7 separate regions of the Mus musculus genome follow, and regions 1, 2, 3, 4, 6 and 7 are each linked to region 5. A link is a contact called in public promoter capture Hi-C data. All regions are on one chromosome and are shown on one strand. Each heading gives the region's core, a stretch centred on a gene start, on an enhancer-like site or on the middle of the called end of the contact. The rest is flanking DNA. Distances are from core to core; before and after follow the strand shown. Region 1 holds the start of Zfp748 (zinc finger protein 748). Region 2 holds the start of Fbp1 (fructose bisphosphatase 1). Region 3 holds the start of Zfp65 (zinc finger protein 65). Region 4 holds the start of Zfp493 (zinc finger protein 493). Region 5 holds the start of Zfp369 (zinc finger protein 369). Region 6 holds the start of Zfp85 (zinc finger protein 85). Region 7 holds the start of Zfp273 (zinc finger protein 273).

What was found. Promoter capture Hi-C pulls out the DNA fragments that hold promoters and counts their contacts. Capture Hi-C pulls out chosen DNA fragments and counts their contacts.
Region 1: a promoter capture Hi-C map of liver shows a contact between it and region 5, with 3 times the contacts expected there. The contact joins the promoter of Zfp748 here to the promoter of Zfp369 in region 5. A contact is called at or near these places in 4 of 39 promoter capture datasets (hippocampal neurons, liver and pre-B cells), 2 of 484 Hi-C or Micro-C datasets (B cells and CD4 T cells), 2 of 115 datasets of contacts at active chromatin or transcription factors (regulatory T cell precursor and thymic regulatory T cells) and 1 of 9 other capture datasets (liver).
Region 2: a contact with region 5 is called in a promoter capture Hi-C map of second pharyngeal arch cranial neural crest. The contact joins the promoter of Fbp1 here to the promoter of Zfp369 in region 5. A contact is called at or near these places in 2 of 39 promoter capture datasets (pre-B cells and second pharyngeal arch cranial neural crest).
Region 3: a contact with region 5 is called in a promoter capture Hi-C map of pre-B cells, with 12 times the contacts expected there. The contact joins the promoter of Zfp65 here to the promoter of Zfp369 in region 5. A contact is called at or near these places in 4 of 39 promoter capture datasets (hippocampal neurons, liver and pre-B cells), 1 of 484 Hi-C or Micro-C datasets (CD8 T cells), 3 of 115 datasets of contacts at active chromatin or transcription factors (astrocytes, kidney and thymic regulatory T cells) and 1 of 9 other capture datasets (liver).
Region 4: a contact with region 5 is called in a promoter capture Hi-C map of pre-B cells, with 9 times the contacts expected there. The contact joins the promoter of Zfp493 here to the promoter of Zfp369 in region 5. A contact is called at or near these places in 4 of 39 promoter capture datasets (hippocampal neurons, liver and pre-B cells) and 1 of 115 datasets of contacts at active chromatin or transcription factors (regulatory T cell precursor).
Region 6: a promoter capture Hi-C map of liver shows a contact between it and region 5, with 8 times the contacts expected there. The contact joins the promoter of Zfp85 here to the promoter of Zfp369 in region 5. A contact is called at or near these places in 4 of 39 promoter capture datasets (hippocampal neurons, liver and pre-B cells), 2 of 115 datasets of contacts at active chromatin or transcription factors (embryonic limb bud and thymic regulatory T cells) and 1 of 9 other capture datasets (liver).
Region 7: a contact with region 5 is called in a promoter capture Hi-C map of liver, with 4 times the contacts expected there. The contact joins the promoter of Zfp273 here to the promoter of Zfp369 in region 5. A contact is called at or near these places in 2 of 484 Hi-C or Micro-C datasets (muscle stem cells and pre-B cells) and 2 of 9 other capture datasets (adipose tissue and liver).

Annotation. Positions count from the first base shown.
Region 1 is chr13:67,551,388-67,554,930 of GRCm38.p6, reverse strand. Zfp748 (zinc finger protein 748) reads left to right here and starts at 1,779. Exons shown (of 4, transcript NM_001035231.3): 1 at 1,779-1,900. The coding sequence starts at 1,895. 9430065F17Rik (RIKEN cDNA 9430065F17 gene) reads right to left here and starts at 1,729. Exons shown (of 5, transcript NR_131100.1): 1 at 1,678-1,729; 2 at 1,302-1,357.
Region 2 is chr13:62,886,610-62,889,769 of GRCm38.p6, reverse strand. Fbp1 (fructose bisphosphatase 1) reads left to right here and starts at 1,488. Exons shown (of 7, transcript NM_019395.3): 1 at 1,488-1,896. The coding sequence starts at 1,727.
Region 3 is chr13:67,727,548-67,730,650 of GRCm38.p6, reverse strand. Zfp65 (zinc finger protein 65) reads left to right here and starts at 1,478. Exons shown (of 4, transcript NM_145622.2): 1 at 1,478-1,590. The coding sequence starts at 1,585. Zfp85os (zinc finger protein 85, opposite strand) reads right to left here and starts at 1,389. Exons shown (of 3, transcript NR_027969.1): 1 at 949-1,389.
Region 4 is chr13:67,778,243-67,781,585 of GRCm38.p6, reverse strand. Zfp493 (zinc finger protein 493) reads right to left here and starts at 1,893. Exons shown (of 4, transcript NM_028402.2): 1 at 1,767-1,893. The coding sequence starts at 1,772.
Region 5 is chr13:65,277,467-65,280,666 of GRCm38.p6, reverse strand. Zfp369 (zinc finger protein 369) reads right to left here and starts at 1,813. Exons shown (of 8, transcript NM_178364.5): 1 at 1,680-1,813; 2 at 1,327-1,406; 3 at 279-405. The coding sequence starts at 1,695.
Region 6 is chr13:67,753,701-67,757,313 of GRCm38.p6, reverse strand. It overlaps Zfp85 (zinc finger protein 85), which reads left to right and starts at 2,112. Exons shown (of 4, transcript NM_001001130.3): 1 at 2,112-2,251. The coding sequence starts at 2,246. Zfp85os (zinc finger protein 85, opposite strand) reads right to left here. Exons shown (of 3, transcript NR_027969.1): 3 at 476-2,735.
Region 7 is chr13:67,812,160-67,815,490 of GRCm38.p6, reverse strand. It overlaps Zfp273 (zinc finger protein 273), which reads right to left and starts at 1,675. Exons shown (of 4, transcript NM_198322.3): 1 at 1,595-1,675. The coding sequence starts at 1,600. All of the region lies in intron 2 of 4930525G20Rik (RIKEN cDNA 4930525G20 gene), which reads left to right.

The DNA of each region.
Region 1 (3,543 bases), core at 530-3,029, 2.3 Mb before region 5:
TGTAAACATGAGAATATTGCAAAGTGAGACTGTCTGCTGCATGTATTCTGGATAAATGATTCTCTCAGAAAGTGGTCATTTGTGTGAAGGAGATGGGTGTTGTTTTTAGAAGTTATGTCCTTCTAAAATGAAAGCAAAAAGGACCAAATACCCTGTACCTGACTGTGTGCTTTCATCACTAAGGCCCAAATATTTGTAAACCCTGAGACTTCTTAATCACACTCTTCTCTCCAAATTGAATTCATATTTGCAGAGACTGTATTATTCATTCTTATCTATAGAAATATTGGCATTTGTGTCACCTAATAGTTATTTTTATTTTTTTCTATATGAGTACACCATAGCTGTCTTCAGACACACCAGAAGAGGGCACTGGATTGGGATCCACAGATAGTTGTAAGCTACCACGTGATTGCTGGAATTGACCTCAGGACCTCTGGAAGATCAGTCAGTGCTCTTAACCGCTGAGCCATCTCTCCAACCACCCTCCCCAACCAGTTATTAAAACTCCTTCTTAAACATTTCAGGGAAGAATAAAAAAGGACACAAGTAAGTTTCTTTCTTTCTTTCTTTCTTTCTTTCTTTCTTTCTTTCTTTTTTTTTTTTTTTTTTTTTTTTTTTTTTTTTTTTTTTTTGGTTTTTCGAGACAGGGTTTCTCTGTATAGCCCTGGCTGTCCTGGAACTCACTGTGTAGACCAGGCTGGCCTCCAACTCAGAAATCTGTCTGCCTTTGCCTCCCAAGTGCTGGGATAAAAGGCATGCGCCACCACTGCCCGGCAGGACACAAGTTTCTTATTAAAAAAAAAAAAAAAAAAAAAAGACTTTCCTTCTCAGCTGAGATTTAGCTTCCTTGTGAACCACTGTCCGTCACGAGTCCAGACTCTTCTTTCTAAAAAGGTTTGTTCTTTGGTCTTTGGCATGACCAGTACAGCACTAGATATTTACGAGGAGATAGGAGGTCCCAATGGTGCCAATCTATCTTTATTCATTCATTCATTATTTCTATGTTCCCAGTTAGATTCTCTGAGTTCTTTACAAGTGAATTCTAGAGAGCTGGGCTTTTAATTTTGTTCTATAATTTTAAATCATATCTGTGCACCTTGACCTGTGCACTACACTGTATGGATTCCAATGTTCACACTAAGACTTTTTTTCCAGCTGTGGCAAACTGGTTATTTTATTTAACTACAGGACGAGATTGTCTATTGTAGTGGTGTATTTATAACTAAAGCCTTCTTCATCCCAGGCAAGCAGGGACTTTACCCCTAAGATGCTCAGTAACCCTTTTTTGTAGTTTGTACCTTTTGCCCAGGTTATCCTTGGATTTGGCATCCTTCTGTCTTAAGCTCCTGAGCATCTGCGAAGACACGGAGTGACAAATAGGCTGATTGTAAAATCATCTTAACAGAAAGTGGTCATTTCCATACAATTTTTTGCTGATTTATTTTAAAGTTAAATTGAGTCAACGTGAATTTTACATATGGAATAAACCTCATAATAAGTAGACTTTGAGTTTTAAATCAGTACAGATTGACCAGAAATAATCAGCAAACATTAGAGTCAAAGGCTCGACTCACATTCAAACATCTCCGGTAGTGAACCCGGGATTTTAAAAGCAGCCCGACTCCCTATGGCTGTCCCAGTGCAAAAAATGCTCGCGTTCCCATCCATCCTCACCTGCAGAGGTGAAGAAACACAGGAAACACACACGTCACCAGCCTGTTTTCCTGGCGCCTCGTCGCACAGACTTGTGGGAAGTGTAGTCTTCCGTTGGATCGCTTCACAAGGAGCCATTGTGGAAACGGCACTTCCGCATTGCGACTGCACTAGTGCATTTTCTCTCAAAGTTGGGCGATTCTCTGGTCCTGCTCCGCGCTCGGCTTGCATCGCTGACATGGAGGTTGGTCCAGGGTGTCGCGTACCGCTGCAGGTCGGAGGGACCGAGGGCGGGTCCGGCCCGGAGGCGGCGGAGGAGGGGTGGCCCGGAGGCGGGAAGAACAGACTTGGTGGAGCCCTGCTGACCTAGGCTGGGCCACAGCGTCTGGAAGCCTGCTGGGGCCGGGGAGAGGGCATGCGGTTGGTGCTGGAAGTGAACGCTCTTGTGAGCTCAGAGTAGCTGCCTGGGTCTCTTATAGAGGCTGTATTGGTAAGAAAGGAATTGGGAATATGAAAATCCAGGATTGCTCGGACAGGCGGGTCTGCTCGTAACCTGTACCTGGAAGTGGTGGTGGTGGACTCATACATCTCAGATTGGCTATGGACCCACGCCTTCCCCGCGCTTGTCAGTTTTCTCAGGACACCTAGACCAAGTGGAGATCTGGCCCCTCCTGTACTTTATAGCCGGCCTAATACTTTTAGTTTGTATTGATAGAAGTTCATAGAGTTACTAGTTTCCAAGGACGGAGAGTTTTGCGAGAGAGATTGATGCATGGGATGTTAATCCCATTTTCATTGGAACAGAGATTTATGGACTGCCGTTTTAAATAGGAATACTTAATGATCACTGCTGTGACCTGAATCCTCAGACTAACACCCCCATGCAGAGCTAGAATGATCCCCTAAAGGAAAAGATTCTAGCTTTGCAAAACAAGAAATTACTGATCCTGCACTGTACTGGAGAAGAATAACTCATCCAATTCCATTGGGAATTATGATGCCATTAGTTTGTGGGAGATGAGTTGGCTAGAGGCTACAAGGGTGTCTAGGGATTGACTGTAAGGGGACAGAGGTGCTTGAGTTTCTCTGGGAAAGAGAAATAGTCCTGCCTACCTGACCGGATGCTTACAGTGCTCTCTGATCGATCCCATGGTTTTCTCCCGTCGTTGTCCACTGCATACTGTGTCTAAAACTGTCACTAGTTGTGGGATCTGTGTTCCACGAGTGCCCTTAAACAGTTCGTCCGGAACCGTTTCTCCCAAGTTTTTATACTGGGTCAAAAGAGTAAGAGATGACTTTAAGAGCTATGGTTCACTCGGGATCCTGTAGTTTTTTCACAGTGGGCTGCTCACATAGTCTTTTGTTTGTACAAGTGAAAATATGAGGGAAGGAATTACTCATTTTAGAAACTCACATATAGTGACGTTGTTGTATTACACATGTCGTCCTTACAAAGACTCTGATAGGAAAGTTTGCAGGATGGCGATGATGATGCTCACCATCCCCTGGTGATCTGTGTGACATCTGTTGGTTAACATGGAGAGAAGATACGGAAGGTATTTGTATAGATTTGGATGGGAGGAATAAAAAATGTGAAGCACGGATTTTTGTCATTTTTCTCCTTTTGGTTTATAAAGATTTCTGTTCTTGAGTCTGTCGGTAGTTGTTTTCAAATGCAAGTGATGTATTTTGAGTTGAAAAGTATGCGTCAGATTGTTTGGCAGACTTTTTCAAAGACACGCAGTTATTATCTTCTTTGAGGTGGCTTCATAAAAACAAATCAGTTGGATGAGAATCTGAGCCTCCACTGTTTACAGGATGGGCTGCGCTTAGTATTTCTTTAGGCACAAGTAGTAACATTGTACTGAATATTTAAGATCACTGTTA
Region 2 (3,160 bases), core at 239-2,738, 2.4 Mb after region 5:
TCAGACTGTTCAATATTGTCTTTTTCAGGGAGGAGAGGGTCATTTCTTAAGAAAATGAGTCACTGGAGCACAGGGTGGGGCAGGTAGGTGAAGAAGAGGAATTTGAGAAAAAGGGGGTGGCAGTGGAGGGCATGCCAAGAGGCAGTGTGCCCAGAGAGGGTGATCCTGGAAGAGAGTGCCAAGGAGCAGTGGGCCCAGGGCAGGGCCGGAAGCTTCAAGCCAGTTTGATAGCAATCTTTGTACATCAGACAGGGAACACAAACAGGCTAGATGGAAGGCACGCTGCTAGCTCTCCCAGCTTCAGCTCTTGACCTTCTGCAGTCTGTTCCTTCATCATGTAGAACAGAGCAAGTCATAGCTTTCCAGCTTAAAACCCTCCACAGGTTCTTCCAGCACTGTGAATAGAACCCACAAGTGTTTTGCTATGGTTTGTGAGATCTGTCATAATATCATCCTTCTCTCTCTTTTCTCCTTTCTTTCCTGGTGTCTGTGTGGCTGTCGGGTACACATGTGAGCCTTGGGCGCTGTTCCTTGGGCACTGTCTACCTTGTTTTGAGAGATGGTCTCTGATAAGCTTGGTGCTAGCTGATTGCACTAGCCTGGCTGGCTAACCAGTCCCACAGACAAGTCCACTCTGGTTCTTCTCTTGCATCCTTCAGCTTTTTGCTCAAATATTATTTTCCCAGTGAACTTTTCCCTGACACCCCAGTTTACTCTTCCCAGCATTCTCTATTTATCTTTCTCTTTTCATGATTCTCTATGCCAAAGTGGCTCCTGTAGCAAACTGATCCATGGTATGTTTTTGTTTCTTTTTGTTACTTGTCAATCTTACACTCAAGAAGGGCAGGAGTTTGTACTCCTTGGGCTCTGACCTCAAAGAAAGCCGGTGTCCTGGTGCACAGTACCTGCTCAGTAATTAATTGTTCTACAAATCAGCCTATGACTTGTGACAGCTAGAACAGGCACGGGTAAGGACGCTGGCTGCGGAACAGCCTGACTTCAGAGAATAGCTGTTTGTGTCTGCATTAGTTTTCTCTGCGGAAGACACTTAGAAACTAAGGTTCCCAACAGTTCTCCAACTCTAGAAACTGGGAGGAGGCAACAATTAAGGATTCAGAGTGGATGTGGATGGGAGAATCCATTTCCCAGGAGATGGGTCAGAAGAGACAGTGATGGTTCAGGAAGAGCAGTGGGTAGGGATCGAAACCAAGCCACCTCAGGCTCAAGTGCGGCTTTCCCTGAACTAGTTACTCAACCTCCCTGAATTTGCTTAGTATTTTAAGCAGGTGGGTGGGTGGGACGGGGGAAGGGTTATGGGAGGAGGAGTCCATCATGCCTTCCTCTCTGGCAGGTTATAGCGGGCATTGGAGGAGATAACCATGCAGGTAGCCCAGAGGCAAGGTGGGCGGTGGGGCAACAGAGGAGGAAGTAGCGTTGTCAGCTTGGCATCTAGGGGAGGGTGCATGGAACGGAGGGAGGGAGAGGCTAGGAGGACCTTGGCCAGCGGGCAGAATGGCAGTTGGTAGAGGAAGGGAGCAAGGGGGTGTTTCCTGGGACAGGGGGGCGGAGACCTGGAGACTATAGGCTCCCCCAGGACTCAAGTTCATTGAGTTTCTGCAGACACTGAACGGCTTTCAGTCTTCCCGCTGTGACTATCACCTGTGGGCTCCACCTGCCTGCACCTTTAGTCAGCACCTTTAGCCAGCACCTGCGCCAGACCCCAGCAATGGCGAACCATGCGCCCTTCGAAACGGATATCAGCACCCTGACCCGCTTCGTCATGGAGCAGGGCAGGAAGGCTCAGGGCACGGGGGAGTTGACCCAGCTGCTGAATTCGCTCTGCACCGCGATCAAAGCCATCTCGTCTGCGGTGCGCCAGGCGGGCATCGCACAGCTGTGAGTTAGGCCTCTGGCTGCCGCATCTTATCCGTTAGAACGACTGGGGTCTGCTTCTCTGGACCCCTGCTGGGTCCTGATGGGTCTGGTTGCCAGTGTCGCATCTGACAGTTAAGATTCTGCTCTGCTGCACACAGCCCTCGTTCCCTTCTCCTGGTGCACAATTGCCGGATCTCTTCTGGTCTCAACTCTCCTTTTCGCTCCTCCCAGATTCCTGGTATAAGTGAGTGACTTACCAGCTGCCCACCCGGGACTCTCTAAAGTGCCAATACCTGCGCCTTTCTCCCCATTTCTCTTTTAACCTCTGTTACTCTCCTTGGAAATTGAAATCCCAAATTCAGCTTCTAATTCAGTATCATCCCTAACCTAGACAAGCCCCATAAAGAGTATCCCACCACTTATCAGTCTGGAAGGGAGCCGCCACACAGTATTCCGGGCGCTCCCTCTTTCTGGAGCCAGCTGTAGACTCACCTCCTGAGCACCAAAATCTCTCCCTGTTTGCATTAATGCTAGGAGCAGATCTTGCCCAATTATTAAGAGCTTAAAGACAGAGCAGAAGTAGTAGACTGCTTTTGATAAAGCCAAGAATCCAATCTCCTTCCCCTGAACCATCTGGGGACTTTGTTATGCAGACCCTCCTTGAATAAGAAAAGTTCCCTGTGGTAGATGATGGTGATGATGATAAGGGGGAGGAGGAGGAAGAAGATGAAGAAGAAGTTTATGTATTTATTGAGACATGGTCTCACTATGTAGGTCCACTATGTAAGGTTAGGGTTAGAAACAGGTTCTCACGATGTAGCTTCTACTGTCCTGGAACTCACTGTGAGTAGACCAAGTTGGCCTTGAACTCAGGGGTTATCTACCTGCCTCTGCCTCCTGAGTGGGGATTCAAGGCATGGTGGGTGATTTTAATGCTATGGTCCATATTTTGTACTGTAGGTAGGAGCAAATGAAGAAACATGGAGTCTCAGAACACCTTCATTTTTTAAACTACACAACACTTCTGTACTTTGTTCTGGCCTGAGCAACATGTTTGGGACCTAACTGGTTTTCACACAACTGAATGGAACCTGGGTTTTCAGGTTATCGGTATACTTTCTTAACAAATATCATACTTAAAAAAATTTTTTTCCTACGAGCAATGAGAGACTGATATGTGAGATTTGTAGCTAACTTGAACATATAATCCTTTGAAATGGATTTTTAAATGCTCCTCCAACAGTGTGGCCTGTGTTAGCTATGTGTGCATTTATTTCTGAAAAAC
Region 3 (3,103 bases), core at 229-2,728, 2.5 Mb before region 5:
AGGAATTTGGTCAAATCTCACAGCTAATCCAGAATGTTTGTATGGGTGAAACTAAAATAATCAAGTTTTTATAAAATGATAGTATGTCTGATAAAGTTGAAACTGCCAACATGGTCTAAGGAAACATATAAGGCCTGAGAATCAGACTGTGGTAAACTCTCCCTAAGTATGCCTGGGCCCCTAATATCATGCTAAATGGGGCTTCCTGTATGTTCAGTTAGGTTCTGCATGTTCGTTTTGTTCCTATACCATATTAGTTCCTCCTCTTCCTCTTGAATTAACCAATCCCACTAGGAGGAAATGGAAACTGCAGAACAGTTGAGGGTGAATGCTGCATCCTCACAGATCAGCACCTCCCAGAGGAGTCAGTGCCCTCTCAGGTAGGTTTACATGTAACAGACACAAACATACATGCACACACACGCACATGCACATGTACACTGGAATCCTAGACATGTCCAGAAATGCTAAGGCCTTATGGTTGATGACAGTGCCCTTCACTGCAGCATTCAGGAGGAGTACAGACTAGTCATGACCTCATTCTAAACAGACATGCCAATCAAGTGTTCAGGTGAATGTACTGCTTGACTCTAGTTTCTCTAAGTGGAGCTGTATCCCTGGGTTAACACACTGCCTGGAATACAAGAATTGATAGGAACTTCACATAGTCTCTGTTCTGAATCAGTTTCCCTGTGAATCAGAATGCATCACAGAAACATGAAATCTTCCTTGTGATGGATGGGGTTCATACCTTTGTCTCAAGCATGAACTGCACAGGAATAAACTTTCCTAAAGAAGTGAGGGAAGTTCAAGACAGATACCAAATATTAAATAGTCTGAAACATGAATGATGGCATGATCAGGAGAGAGAGGAAATTCTATAAGGAACATCAAAGGGAACAAGGGAAATCCTATAGTGCACAGTGTACCAAAAGTCAGTAGACTCACCAGTGTGATCCCAGGAGCTCTGCGCCTCCTGCTGGGAGATGGGGAGGAGGAAAGCCTGTGCTCAGAGAACACCCGGTGGTGACTAGTTTTGATTTCCTGTTCTTCTGTCTTAAGCACCTGAGATGCTGCATGTCAGGCGGGATCACCAAGCGTGGTTTCATTAAAGAAATGCTCAGTCCTACATTACCTTCCTGCTTCCTTATTTTTAAGTAAAGCAGACCATGAAAGCATGATTTCCCATGTGTTAGTATGATTTCATAAGTAGATTTGAGCTTTAAAATCACGTTTTAGCAGAAATAACTAGCATGTATAATTAACATTACTGAGAAAGGCTCGACTCACAGGCTAACATCCCTTGCTGAGACCACAGCACTTCAAAAGAGCCCGAATGCCCTGTGGCTGCCCATGTGCCTGTTTCTTTCCAATTTCACTTGCTCACACTTAGGCAGGTACCCAGGCAGTGCACCGAACTCCTTTGGTGTGTTCCTGGAAGTCCTTTACACTGATTTGTGGGAGATGTAGTCCCAACAATTATGACGACTCCAGAAGGGGCCGTTGGTACCAAACTTCCGGATTCGTTCTTAAACCTTGCTTCTCCCCAAAGTTAATCGAGTGTCTTGGGTTTGGATCCCTGACATGGAGGTTGGTGCAGGGAGCAGTGCGGTCGTACAGATCTGAGGGACTGTGCAGGATGGCGGGTCAGGCGCGGAGGGAGCTGGCTCAGGCTGGTTGGGAGACGGGGGGGGGGGGGGGGCGGGGGGCGAGGGGGCCGCCGACCTGGAGGTACTGTGTTGACCTAGGATGGGCCACTGCCCCTAGGAGCAGGATTGGCCGGGAAGAATGTTAGAGACAAGGGGATGGCAAGGGCAGGCTGGGTCTGCTGACTGCCTGTGCGGAGATGCTGAAGGGAGCATTCTACTTTGCTCTGCCTAGCTGACCCTTACTCATGTGATTGTAGTCTGAGTCCCAGCACTTACAGAACTTCCGGAAGTTCCAGGGACAGAGAGTCTTGTGAGGGCGACTGTTGTGTGGGATGTTAGTTTCTTTTCTTTTGGAATGAATTGTTAGATTTATGGATGCCTCGGGTTGAGTAGGAATTCCTAATGTACACCTCTGTGACCTGAGTCGTCACAATACAAGGCTATGTAGCTACAGAATAATCTTGGAATTGTTTTGAACTTATGTTGGCACAATCCAAATAATTATGGATTTTACACTTAAGCTTAAAATCACTAGACAGCAGTGCCCCAATAATACTATCTGAGTATATTTATTTTTTCAAAATTTGGACTGCATTTCTGATAGGATAGTACACTTGTGTGATGAGAGAAAGATCGCAGGGAGGGGCTGGAATGCCTGAAAGGGAAGGGAGAAAATATCTCTGCTAATAGGCCAGGCTCTGAACATTGTTCTCTTACCACATGATTTACTTCTGTCTGTTCACATTATCAGCAGTGACTAATCTCTTCTAAAAGTACTCTGTCCCTCAATGTGGCTTTCTGGTTTACTGATGCTTCCTGGATAGTTCTAGAAAGGATTCCCCAAGTTTTTGTACTGTCTTTGAGAGACTGTAAGATAAATTTCAAAAGCTGTAGCACACTTGGGGGTCTTAAGGTTTACACATAGTAGGTTCCTGTTCATGCAAAATGCACAGTTCTCCTCTTGAAGGGTTAAGAGAATAGTTTAGCCCAGAGCCATTTAATTGGCCATGATCTGAGAAGACAGATTTAGTTTAGTGAAAATTCCATACTCCAACTTGGAAGCAGTTTCATGGTTTTACAGAACAAATAATGTCATTAGCCAAGTAAATTTTAAAATACATTGATGTGAGTCTGATAGAGGTATGTACTGTGAGACATGGGAGATGTTCTATTCACCAAAGATACCATTTGATGAGATTTTAGCTTTTGGACTGATAGAAGCTCATGTTCTGCCTAGTCAGTGGATTCTGGGAGTTTCTTTTAAACTATTGTCACAAGCTGTGTGGTCCACTACAGAGTAAGGTAATGACTGCCCTTGAAGAGAAAACCAGCCCAAGGTAAGGCAGCCAACCCTGAACCTGCAGAATTCCAGGCTCTGCCCCTCCGTGAACTTCCACATGGGCCACCAGTCTCTGCACACACAGACCCCTTACAAGAGTTTTGCATTCACAGTC
Region 4 (3,343 bases), core at 644-3,143, 2.5 Mb before region 5:
CCAAGTGACATATTTCCAACAAGGCCACGCCTACGACTCCTTCTCAAGCAGTTCCACCAAATGGAGACAAAGCATTCAAAGAAGAGCCCAGGGGCACCATTCAAACCACACCTTCAGACTGGGCTTTGGGAGTGGAGGTGTCCTGTATCCTGGAGTCTGCTGCATAGTATGGTTGTCTTCTACTGACTACATGTAAATGAAGTAGAATAGAAAGACAGGAGAAGTTAAGATCTGGGAAGAGAGATCCCCTCACTTGAGTTTGAAGCTTTTCAGCAGCTGAAAGTCAAACATTTTGACAGCTAACACTCAATGTGAAGGTTTCCAGCAGAGGCAATATTTGTCTTCCTTAGTAATACTTTCAAATAAAAATGTTACAATAGCCATGAATAGGGCTGGAGAGATACCTGAATGGGTAAATACGGACTGCCAGAAACTCTGTCAGTTAATAACAGAGTTCAATACCCAGAACTCACATGGTGGAAAGGGAGAATGACTCCCAGAAGATATCCTCTGACCTTGTAGGTCCTGCCATGTCAATGTGGCACAAACCAATAATCCTAGTCCTTGGGAGGTAGAGGCAGGAGGATTAGGAGTTCAAGGCTGGCTTCATTAAGGTGCTTACAAGGTGCCAGTCACAGGGCCCTGAGTGATCAGAGCTCCTCAATTCCATCTTTTTGTCTCTCTGACACACTGTAAGTACTTGGGTGAGTTTGTCTAGAACTGTTTGGGGAGGGTTAGGGAACCTAGATGCCACATTCTTCGATAAGAGTTGGTTTAGGTGAGTTTAGACACTGCAGATGATATGCAAAGACAGAACAGCTGGCCATTAAAGAGCGATGAAGACCGACCTCTTAGGATGCAGTATTATTTCCTCCCCCAGAGACATTTCAGCCCCCTCTCACCTGTAACCAACAGCCCTGTACCCACGCCTATTCTCACACCAATTTGTTTCTCCATTTTGAAAAGGAGTCCAAACGCAGTCTCCGAAGGTACTGGCTGATCTATTATTTTCTAGTACTTTTCACTCTACACTACAGAGTGAACTACTTGGTTGACACAAAACTCAAATCTTTCCCTTTAAGGGACTATTCTGCCCTCATTCATATAGGAGTGTTAGTCTTGGGGTTGACGTCACAACAGTGATCGCGAAGGACTTCTATTCAAAATAGTTCATAAATCTAACAGTTCATTACCAAGAAAATGGAACCAACATTCCAAACACCAACCGCCCTCCCAAAACTCCCTTCACTTGCAAATAAACAAGGTTATGAACTTTTGTCAACTCCAAGAGTCCTGGGCCAGCTATAAAGTAAAGAAAGCACCACACACCCAGTTGGTTCTAGATTTCCTGAGAAATCTGACTACAACCATGTGAGCCTGAGTCAGCTAGAGAGCAGAGTTTCCCCAGCCAAGCAGGAGAGTGCGCTCCCAGTCATAGCCTCAGGCTGTCATCAGACACCAGTCAGGGTGAAACCTGCCAGGACTTCCAGCAGTTCTCACTCCTGGGTCCTGAGCCAGCTCTCCTGCGCAGGGTGGACTCCAGCAGTAGCCTCGTGCAAGCAAAACGGTCACTCTCAGAGCCGACCCCATTGCCCTTTCCGCAGCTCTGACCTGGATCCAACGTGGGGTTGGTCCAGCCTAGGTCAGCACAGCACCCCCAAGTCCGCTTCTTCCCACCTCCCATCCACAAACCCTCGCCATCCATTCCGGACCCATCACCACGCGGACCCTCACGCCTGCAGGGCAGCGTTGCACCCTGGACGAACCTCCATGTGAGAGATGCAAACCGAGTACTGAGCAAGACCTTTTTCTTGCTCAACTTTGGGAAAGATGCAACTATGCAGACCGAGAGTAGAAACGTGGTTTCCTGACTGGCTCCTTGTGACGTCATATGGGCAAGACTACATTTCCCACAACTCTATGCGAAAGAAATCCCTTAGAGTGTAAGGGGTTGGGAGGAAGCAGTCAGTTTGTGTCCTGGTACAACCACAGGGAGCCAGTTGGCTTTTAAAATGCTAAATTTAAACCGGGCAGTGGTGGCGGCGCTAGCTTTTAATCCCAGCACTTGGGAGGCAGAGACAGGCTCTGAGTTCGAGGCTAGCCTGGTCTATGGAGTGAGTTCCAGGACAGCCAGGGCTACACAGAGAGGGGGGGGAAATGCTGAATTCAGTACAGGACACGTTTAAATGTAAATTGAGCCTTTGGCAGTAACCTTTAATAGGTTTGCAACTTATTTCTGTTCAATATGTTGCGATTTAAACTCAAAAGTGTACTTATTATGGAATCTTCTACATGTAAAGTTCACACTGATTCAATATTACTATAAAATAACTATATGTGACCTTCCTTGTAGTCGAACTGCTCAGGAACTTAAGACAGGAGGATCCCAAATCCAAGGCTAACCTGGGCCAAATAAAGAGACCTTGTTTCAAAATACAATGTACAAGTAGGGTTAGGGAGCAAGGGGTAAAGCCCTTGACTACAGTGGAGGCTTGGCTTAATACCAAGCATTACATATGCATAACTACTCCTTGTTCACCTGTGTGAGCCATACATGGATAAGACTCCACAACTGGATAACGTTTTCATGTGAACACTGGAAACTTCCATACAGTGAAGGGCATGGATCAGGGACACAGCTGTTTTAAATCATTGGACAAAGTTAAACATCCAGCTCTCTGATGTTAACTTACGAAGAAATCCTGAATTTATCTCAGGATCTTTTTTTGGTCTGTCTGTAAGTAGAGTGCACACATGTTCATCCACTAATTTGTGCTATACAAGAGCTTCATCCTCTTCTACCTGGTTTTTCATGAATGCAGGCAAGTATTGTTGGGGACAAGAAAAGAAACGTATTCTAAGTACTATGACGATTTCACTTTCAGATTTCATTAAATTCTAGAGAGAAACTAAATTCATAGTTCCAGGCCCTAGGGGAGCTGGGGACTTCCGTATAGCTGAATAGCTTCTGTTTTAAACAGTTGTCTGAGTCCAGCCATCTCAAGGGCAACTTCTCCATCTTGCTGGCAGGGTCATACAAGTTCATGTTCCCAGGCCCGTAAAGAACAGCTATCACTCACTTTTCCAAATGTTTTCTTAATTTGTTAACAGCTGTGTGTGTGTGTGTGTGTGTGTGTGTAGAGAGAGAGAGATTGCTATTATTTAAACCATGGTTTTACACACACACATATATACTACATACAGCTGACCCAGTCCTTTGTCTCCTTAGCACTCTAAGCTCCTAACCACTCCAGACCTAATGTCTAGGAGAACGAATTAAGGACCTTGAAGCCAAGTGCCCTGGATACCGCCCAGTCTCCAATGGTACTCCTTTGTTTAACCC
Region 5 (3,200 bases), core at 564-3,063:
GTCTTGCAAACTTTTTATGCCTCAGTACAGGAGAATCCCATGGCCAAGAAGTGGGAGTGAGTGGGTAGGGGAGCAGGGTGAGGGGAGGGTACAGGGGTAAATGAAGAAAATATCTAATAAAAAATTTAAAAAAAAAAGAAAATGTCAGAGTTGGGTGGGGGCAGGTAGAGTCAAGCCTGGCATTGAACTTCTAATCCTCCTCCACCTCTGAAGTCCTGGAATTAAAAGCGTGCTGCACCCACCCAAACAAGTGTTTATTAAAGTGGAGCCTGGCTTACCTACTGAAATCATGTTATTGAGGTTCTCCATCATGATTTCCCTGTACAGGCACTTCTGTTGGCGATCTAGCAGTGCCCACTCTTCCTCGGTAAATCTCAGTGATACATCTTCAAACTTCACAGATTCCTAAAAGCCATAAGATGCAGTTCAGCCGCAGGTTTTCCTCTTCCATGGTGTCAGAAAAATAGAAAGGCTGAGCAAGATGACCCAGCTACATTTTACTTATCTCATGTTCCTTTGTCTGAATCCTTGAGCAAATCGGTCTGACACTAATCAGGGGACAAGTGAGACTGTGGTCTATGAAAACCTGTTCATTTCTCACTAACCAGGGGATAGGACTGTTGGCTCCCATCTATACCTCTTTTCTTGTTTTTGAATTATCACTTCTTTAAAGTAGCTGCTGAAAACTAAACATGAGCCTCTTATCTTCTAACACCTGTCAGTTTCTCTCAACCAGATCCCCAGCTTTTGTTGTTGTTGTTGTTGTTCTGTCGAGATAGGGTTTCTCTGTATAGCCCTGGCTGTCCTGGAACTCACTCTGTAGACCAGGCTGGCCTCAAACTCAGAAATCGGGCCTGCCTCTGCCTCCCAAGTGCTGGGATTAAAGGCTTGTGCCACCAAAGCCTGGCCAGATCCCCAGCTTTAAAAAAAAAAAAAAAAAAAGTTGAAAAGGACTGGTGAGATGGCTCAGTGGGTAAAGGCTACCAAGCCTGAGTTTGATTGATCTCCAGGACTCATGTTGAAAGAAGGGTAGCAATCCGGAAAGGTGCCCACAAGCAGGCAATAGCACACATGTGCATACCCACACACAAAATAAATGTAATAGAAACATTTTTTGTTTTTGAATTGAAAAGCTTCAATCTGGCTTGCCTCAATCTGGCTTGCCAGTTCCAGTTCAGAAATCGGTTTGTTTGTTTCTTCTATTCTAACCCCCCTCTTGGGCAGTCCTTCAACTCCTCCCGTAACTCTAGGGTATTTGAGAGCAAACATCTCACCACTAGCCGGCCCCTGAGCCGTCACAAAAGCTGAAAAGAAGCCTTTACTCACATGGGGCCAGGTTGTTGGAAGCGTGGAAGCCATACTGTCCTCAGTGTTCTCTAGCGGTAGGAGGCAGAATGCTGATCGTCCTGAAGGTGGAAGAGGCACTAAGGAATGTGCCCAGTGGCTCCCCCACTTCTGCCCATATTCCGACCTCTGCAGGACATAACCAGTCCGCCCCAAAATTGCCAAGTGCCCAGTGAGTCCTCTCCCCGACTCCCATAAGCTTACAAAACAGGTTCCCCTCTAACCGAGAGGGGATGGTTGATGTCCTCCAATCCAGAATGCGGTCGGTTTTCTTAAACCGTGTTCCCCATCTAGAACGGGATGCCTCCTCAGGATCCGGACCCACGACTACACACCTTCTCCGGGGTCCATAGAAGTGGAGCCACTAACGAAGCCGACACTGGACTCCGGAGGCTGCAAATGAAACAGAAGATAGGAGTTGTCCCCGACGGGCTTTCACGCAGCGTTACGAGTGCTTGCGATAAACACAATGGCTCTTGCCTGTCGGTCTAGCCCCTGAGTCGGCTCGCTGGTCCGGACTACAACTCCCAGGCGCCCCCGCGGACGTCGAGCGGCGGCAATCTGTTGGCGTCCTTCCTGTTGGCAGGCTAAGCCGAAGTCCGTAAGCGTCTGCTACTGGCTGCTAAAGAACTAGGATGAAGCCTTTGAAGGAGGCTACTAAGATGCTAAGCATCTCCGTGGACAGAGACCGAGACTAGGAGGGAGTCGAACCCACTAACAGGAGCAAATGAACTTGGACAAACCGGAAGAAGTGCTGGTGTTAGATCGGCTGGGGGATGCTCGCCTTGTAGCAGAGTAAGGAGGGCGGAAGGAGGGCGGAAGGAGGGGACACACAGAATACACAGCTCGACTAGTGTAGAGGGGAGGGACCCGGATGGGGACTGGCTGTGGGTCGAAGGCAAGAGAAGACAAAGTCATTTAACCGAGTTTCCTTAGGGGAAGGAGAAAAGAATGCAATCGTGCTGTAGTTTCAGCGGTGTCCTTAAAGGGAGAGGAAGAAAGGACTAAACCGTAGAAACAGAAAGCCATTAGGCATTGGAATTAAAATTTTACTCGTTTCTATGAGAGGACAGGCGTTTGCGTCCAGATCTGTAGAGTGAGCAGGGTTGTATGGTTTAGGCAGGGTTGTATGGTCTTACAACGTTTAGGTGGTAAGTGTGGAGACCTGGTGGACTTGAAGGATATGGTAGGCTACACTAAATGTCCTCTCCAGTTTTCCCCAGCAGAGGAAGGGATGTAGTGAAAATTCTAGAATTTTGGTTTCTTGAAAAAAAAAAAAACCAAATATTATAAGAAGGTGCTTTTATTTTGATTCCGGGTATAGGGACGTAGGGCTGCTTCCGACTGCCTGAAGCAACTGACCATGATTTATTTGCCTTGTGCTCTAGCAGAATCGCGGTTCTGTCTGCAGCAGAGTTTTGGTAATTGTGTTATATTTGGAACTCTGGGAACTTTTCAGAGGGTATATAAATGTTAGAGCCCGATAGGCTGGGGGCTGGGGTGGGCCAGTTGTTGGTTGTATAGGGAGGAGGTTGGTTGTAGTTTGTTAGTAGCTGAGGCCAAAGGAGAAGCAAGAGAAAAGAAATCAGATTCGGGGATCTTCCTAATCACTCTCTCCCCTCTACTCTTGTTCCTTTCCTGTCTAGTGTTAGGGGGTAGAAAGGGGGGTAAGGATAATAATGGGAGGAAAAAGAGAACCGACAAAGTAGCAAAGACCAGTTACAAAGGGACACGGAGGATCAGAGATGTATGAGGAGAATTAAAATTACCCTCAGTCCCAGGGAGGCTAACTGTAAATATCCATGCATATGGAGAGCTCTTAGGGCAGCTTCTAGGAATTTGGCAGAAATTTGACA
Region 6 (3,613 bases), core at 863-3,362, 2.5 Mb before region 5:
TCTCTCTGTTCTGGGCCCTGTGGGGGAGGAGTAGATTCCCCTGTCTTATAGTCCCCACATTGAACCATTCCAGGACCATCAGTGTCTGAAGGGATCCAGCATCTACAGTCCCAAGAATCACTTGGACCTACCTCATCTTCACATAGGAGCGGGATGGATTCTGTCCTGCTTTAACCGAGTCCCACCCCAGTCATCTCCCCTCTTGTGAAAGGATTGTTCGACCCTGAAGGGGGACATAACCCACAGGTTAAAACTCATTGTTTTATAGGATTTGAGAAGACGGTGTGGTCCAGATGAAAGGTGTATCTTCCCAGCTCAAGGTTGGGATCAAAGTCATGTGCCTCCCTATCTCAAAAGACTGGACTAGAAGCGAAACCACTGACTTCAAACCAAGCAGAAAAATCCCTCACAGGGTATCCTCCATTTCCGGAATCCAGTTAATTCCAGAAAGTAGTCAAGTGTCAAGAATAGCAATCACGGGGACAAGAGGGTTTATTTGGTTTACATATCCTGGACTACTGTCCATTGGAGAAAGCCAAGACAGAACCTCAAACAGGGCAGGAATCTGGAAGCAGGAGCAGATGCAAGGCCATGGAGAGGTGTTGCTTACTCAGCCTGATTCTTAGAGAACCCAGGACCCCAGCCCAAGGTTGGCACCACCCACAACATCCTAGGCCCTCCTACATCTATTACTTATTGTGAAGATGAAATGCCCTACAGGCTTGCCCACAGCCCAACCATATAGAGGCTTTTTCTCACTGAGGCTTCCTCCTCTGATGACTTTAGCTTGTGTCAAATTGATATAAAACCCAGCACAATTTCTTTCTGGTGATGAAACAAAAAAAGAACAATCTGATCTTCCCACTCTCTCATCCAAGAAGTAATCTCATTGTGAATCAGTGACCATGGCACGAAAACAAACTCTTTCCTCTCGTGGGGTTTATCGTTGGGTCTCAGATGTTACCAGTACAGGAATACATACACACGAGATAGGGAGTCCCATCACTCCGTGGTGTCAGTCCAGCCCCTTTCTTGCAATGAGTTCATTCTGTATGATCAGGAACATATTTCTGATACCTTTGTATTAAAGGAAGATTCATTCCTGTGTTATGAGATGAGGGAATAGAGTGAACTTCAAGCAAAAAACAAAACAAAACAAAAGAACCTTTAAGTACTTCCACATGAATGGGAGTAATGTAAGGAGTCCAGAAAGAGACTGGAAGTTGAATAGGGCAGATCCGAAGTAATACAGAGAGAAATCTTATGATGAGTGTTGGATAGTGGGTCAGGAGTCAGTTCACACACCATACTGATTCCAAGACCAGTTTTCCTCTAACTGGGAGAGGAGCCAGGAAGAACATTTGGTGGTGAATAGTTGTATGAGATTGTGAAAGAGAATCTGGTGAAGCTCTCTCAAATGTTAAATTGTTTACACGGATATCGGAGGAACGTGTGGACAAGGGGACTAAGGACAGATGAAAATCTCAAAGGGTTTCTGGGACTTATAGGTAAGAGACATCTGTGTTCCCTAGTCCACGCCCCAAACCGTGGATTTCAGTGTACACATCAAATCTGTTCGGTTATTTTTTTTTCCTCTTTGATTTAGTGTCATAATGGGTATTAAACCAAGGCCTCCTTCACTCCAGGCAAGTGCTTCACCAGTGAGTAGCCCCCATCTCTTTTGGTACTGTGTAATTTGGGACATAGACTTGTGATTCTTCTGTCTCAAACCCCAGAGTAGCTGAGATTTCAGAATATTTCCAGGAAACTTGGTTTCAAAAACTATCCTAAAGAGTTTGTGGTGTGCCCTAAAGTAGCTTCTTGCTCCGTTATTTTAAAGTAAAATTGACTCAATGTGATTTTTTTTCTGCCCCCCATAAGATTCTAGGAACCCCTGAGCTTTTTAAGTCACAGCATTGATCAGAGTAAGAAGTAAATCTAATACATATTACCGTTAAAGGCTGGACTCATATTCTCAAAATGCCCTTTGTAAATTTGGGATTTTTAAAAGCAGCCTAATTCCAGTTACATACAATCCATGCGCTTTAAATTCTTTGCCTTCTTTGGTTCCGGGTAGTCCTTCGCGTAGACTTCTGGGAAATGTAGTCTCTCTCTCTCTTTCTGTATGACCCCGCTAGACAGGACTCTGCTCTCTGTGCTTCCGGGTTCTTTTTACGTTTGTGATTCTCCAAACTCTGCGGTGTTCTCAAAGTTGGGACAGTGTGGCTTGTTCTTCGCGCTTAACATGAAGGTTGGTCCCGGGTGCAGCCTAGACTTGCAAATCCAGGAACTCTGCGGGTAGGCGGGTCCGGCGTGCAGGGAGCGGGGGAGGGCTGGGCAGGAGGCGGAGAGAAGCCCATTTGGATGTGCAGTGCAGATCTAGGCTTAGGGGTGGCTTGGCTGACCATGCCAGAGACAGGCTGTGATGAAAGCTCACACAGCACCTTGGCTGGGGAAGCTTGCTGTTACTAGCTTTCACATTGCTGTTGTCAGATCCCTCAGGAAATCTAGAGCAAGTGGGTTTTTCTGAGCCCTCCCATATTCTATGACAGGCCCAGGACTCTTGTTTTGAGTTCGTGTGGCTCATAGTTTCCAGGACAGTGAGTTCTGGCGGGGGAGTTTGGTGTATGGGATGTTCGTCCCGTTTTCTTTGTGATAAATTGTTTTCAGGGCGGCTCACTTTGGATAGGAATCACTCCTTTACCCACTGTGACAGAACCCTCACATTCACACACCTGTATGAGGCAAAAAAAAAAAAAAAAAAAAATTCTCATCGAGGGGGCACTCTGAGCTTTGTACCTTCCCAGCTATCACTGATCCTACAACACTGCAGAGTGGAAAATACTAGAGAATATTACCACATACAATTGCACCAGAGACTGCGATGTCAGAAATTTGGACTCCTTTTGTGAAAGGAGAGATAAGTTGCCCAGGTATTTGTATTGTGTGGAAAGATTGAGAGATGGGGTTGAAGAAATGTGGCTCACTAAAGGTCTTGTGATTGTATACAACAGTCTGCTCCCCATGGCATTTGTATACAGCCAGCTGCTCACCCCGTGCTTTGTATACAGCCTTTGCTCACTCTGTCCTTTGTGCTGTTTTTGCCACACTTCAGTCAAATTGATTTGTGTGCTGGAGACTGACTTACAGCATTCAAATCTATACCTAAGAAGCATGGGCTTTAAACTACATTATCATAATACCAGTATTTTCTATGTATTATCTAACTATAATTACAATAATATGGACACTTTCTAGTCAATGCCATTAATGTTCAGGAAACTAAGAACATGTCATTTTACATTTTATGGTGTGAAAAGTACATTTTCTTGTACCTTAGATCCCGTTTCTTAGAAGGTAGAGGTGATACAGCAAAATGCTTATATCACAGGTCACACATGCATGCATTTAATATATACATATACACATTTATATTTAATATATTTATCAAACAGACCTATTTAAAAGAAAATGTCAAATTTAAGGTTACGTGTGCTACCTAAGATTATCAAAAATAATTTATTTTTTAAATAGAGGCACTTGTTTCTCTAGCAAAGGAACATTGTTCAGCCCCCACCAGGCACACAGTGGTTCATAATTGTCTATAACTGCA
Region 7 (3,331 bases), core at 426-2,925, 2.5 Mb before region 5:
GCTCAGTGGGTAAGAGTACCTGACTGCTCTTCCGATGGTCCGAAGTTCAAATCCCAGCAACCACATGGTGGCTCACAACCATATATAATGAGATCTGACTCTCTCTTCTGGAGTGTATGAAGACAGCTACAGTGTACTTACATATAATAAAAATAAATACATCTTAAAAAAATACATAGAAAATACTAGTATTTACGATAATGTAGTTTAAACCCATGCTTCTTAGGTATAGATTTTAATGCTGTAAGTCAGTCTCCAGCATACAAATCAATTTGACTGGTGTGGCAAAAACAGCACAAATGGCAGGGTGAGGAGACACGTGTATACAAAGGACGGGATGAGCAGCCAGCTGTTTACAATCACAGTTCCATGAGTGAGCCACAGCTCTTCAACTTCATCTCTCAATCTTTCCACAAGAAAACAAATTTCTTACATCGCAGTCTCTGGTGCAATTTTATGAGTTAATATCTTCTAGTATTTTCCAGTCTGTACTATAGGATCAGTGATAGCTGGGAAGGTACAAAGCTCAGAGCGCCCCCTCTATGAGGTTTTGGTTTTGGTTTTGTTTTTTTGTTTTTTGTTTTTTGTTTTTTTTGTTTTTGTTTTTGTTTTTTGTTTTTTTTTTGCCTCATACAGGTGTGTGAATGTGAGGGTTCTGTCACAGTGGGTAAAGGAGTGATTCCTATCCAAAGTGAGCCGCCCTGAAAACTAACAATTTATCACAAAGAAAACGGGACGAACATCCCATACACCAAACTCCCCCGCAGAACTCCCTGTCCTGGAAACTATGAGCCACACGAACTCAAAACCAGAGTCCTGGGCCTGTCATAGAATATGGGAGGGCTCAGAAAAACCCACTTGCTCTAGATTTCCTGAGGGATCTGACAATAGCAATGTGAAAGCTAGTAACAGCAAGCTTCCCCAGCCAAGGGGCTGTGTGCGCTCTCATCATAGCCTGCTTCCGCACGATCAGCCAAGCCACCCTGCTCTAGCCATGTGGTGTGTCTCAGTGTAGCTCCTTGCTCCATTATCATAAGGTAAAATTGTGTCAATGTGCATTTTCCCTCCTGCCATACGATTCTAGGTACACCTGAGCTTTTAAAGTCACAACATATCGATCAAAGTAAGACGTAAACTCAATACACAGTGACATTGAAAGGTGGAATCATATTCCTACAACAACCTCTTTAAATCTGGTATTTTAAAAGTAGCCTAAAGGTATTGAAAAGCCTTGGGCAATAGCGCTCTTTTGGAGATCTTCGCATAGACTTGTGGGAAATGCAGTCCCTCTAATCATGACGTCACTAGACAGGATTCAAGCTTTCCGATCTCCATTCTTGCACTAGCAGGCCACCTCTCAGGTCCCTGAAACACATGATTGACTCTGGCAGTCGCTCCGTCCTAACAGAGCATTCGCTCCTGGCACCGTGCGTGCGCCCCACCCCTGCACTCTGGCCAAGCCTAGATCTGCATTGCACATCCAAGTGGGCTTCTCTCCGCCTCCCGCCCAGCCCTCACCGGCTCCCTGCACGCCGGACCCGCCCAACCTCAGAGTTCATGAGGTTTGCAAGTCTAGGCTGCACCCGGGACCAACCTCCATGTTAAGCGCGAAGAACAAGCCACACTGTCCGAACTTTGAGAACGCCGCAGAGTTTGGAGAATCACAAATGCAAAATGAACCCGGAAGCACAGAGAGCAGAGTCCTGTCTAGCGGGGTCATGCAGAGAGAAACTACATTTCCCAGAAGTCTATGCGAAGGACTGCCCTGAACCAAAGAAGTCAGAGGGTTTATAGGTCATGGATTGTATTTAACTGGAATTAGGCTCCTTTAAAAATCCCAAATTTACAAAGGGCAATTTGCGAATATGAGTGCAGCCTTTTACAGTAATGTGTATTAAGTTTACTTCTTACTCTGATCAATGCTGTGTCTTAAAAAGCTCAGGGGTTTGAGACAGAAGAATCACAAGTCTATGTCCCAAATTACACACTACCAAAAGAGATGGGGGGCTACTCACTGGTGAAGCACTTGCCTGGAGTAAAGGAGGCCTAGGTTTAACATCCATTATGACACTAAATCAAAGAGGAGAACAAAAACAAAAAACAGAACAATTTTGGTGTGTACACTGAAATCCACAGTTTGGGGCGGATATGGGCTAGGAAACACAGATATCTCTTACCGATAAGCCCCAGAAACCCTTTGAGATTTTCTTCTGTCCTTAGTCCCTTGTCCACACGTTCCTCAATTAATCCGTGTAAACAATTTAATATTTGAGAGAGCTGTGCCAGAGCTTTACCGGATTCTCTTTCACAATCTCACACAACTATTCACCACCAGATGTTCTTCCAGCTCCTGGCTCTACTCTCAATGGGAGGAAAACTGATCTTGGGCTCAATATGGCCAGTGAACTGACTCTTGACACACTATTCATCACTCATCATAGGATTTCTATCATAAGAGATTGCCGCGGAGCACCACAGTCAAGTATGAGGGTCCCTGGAATGAGGGTCCTTGAAGCTAGGTGGATAAGGTTTTGACAGTGACAAATAGAAACAAACACATAGGCAGTTTGAATCTGAGTGTATTCTGCAGCTCTCAAGCAGGAGATATTATACATTAAAAAACTAAACATTACATCTCTTAGAAACTACATCCAAATGAAACATTCACAGATACCAACAAAAATCATTTGGCACAGTAAAGTAGAAAAATCATCCAAGCATTACAACTCTGAAACCATGTATTCAGTGCATTGCAAACAGAACAGGTAACATCATCATAAATCATCAAAATATAACAATTCTAAAAGGATGTATCCAGTGGGGGCTGCCGTCCAAAGCTAGTGGCATATTTCTAGGAGCAGGTTAATAAATCTTTAATGATCAGTGCTAAACTAACTTTCCAGCCCCATGGAATTATTTAACATCTAGTGCCTGATTTTTTATAATCTTCAGTGTATAAATTTAAACTACTTTAATTCTTCCTAATTAAGGCTTTCTTTAACATATACCAAAATCCACCTCCGATGACACATGTGTAGCCATATGAAATTTTATTGTTGGGAAAGTTTTTATCATAATAATTTTGTAAATGATTTAGAAAGTAAAGTGTTGGTTTCCCTGGGGTTAAGGTCATGTTAGTGGCCCAATCTCTAGGGATTATTTCTTACCCATTATTCTCACTTAAGATCTTGGCCTAGGCTACCAGGAACATATAAATAAGAAAAGGAATAAGAGAAAACAAAACAGATAGATTGACATGAGAACTACGACTCAAAATTTTTTCTCTGGTGAAGAGTTCAACAACTGGTTCCAGGAGGCCTCCCCCTTTTGA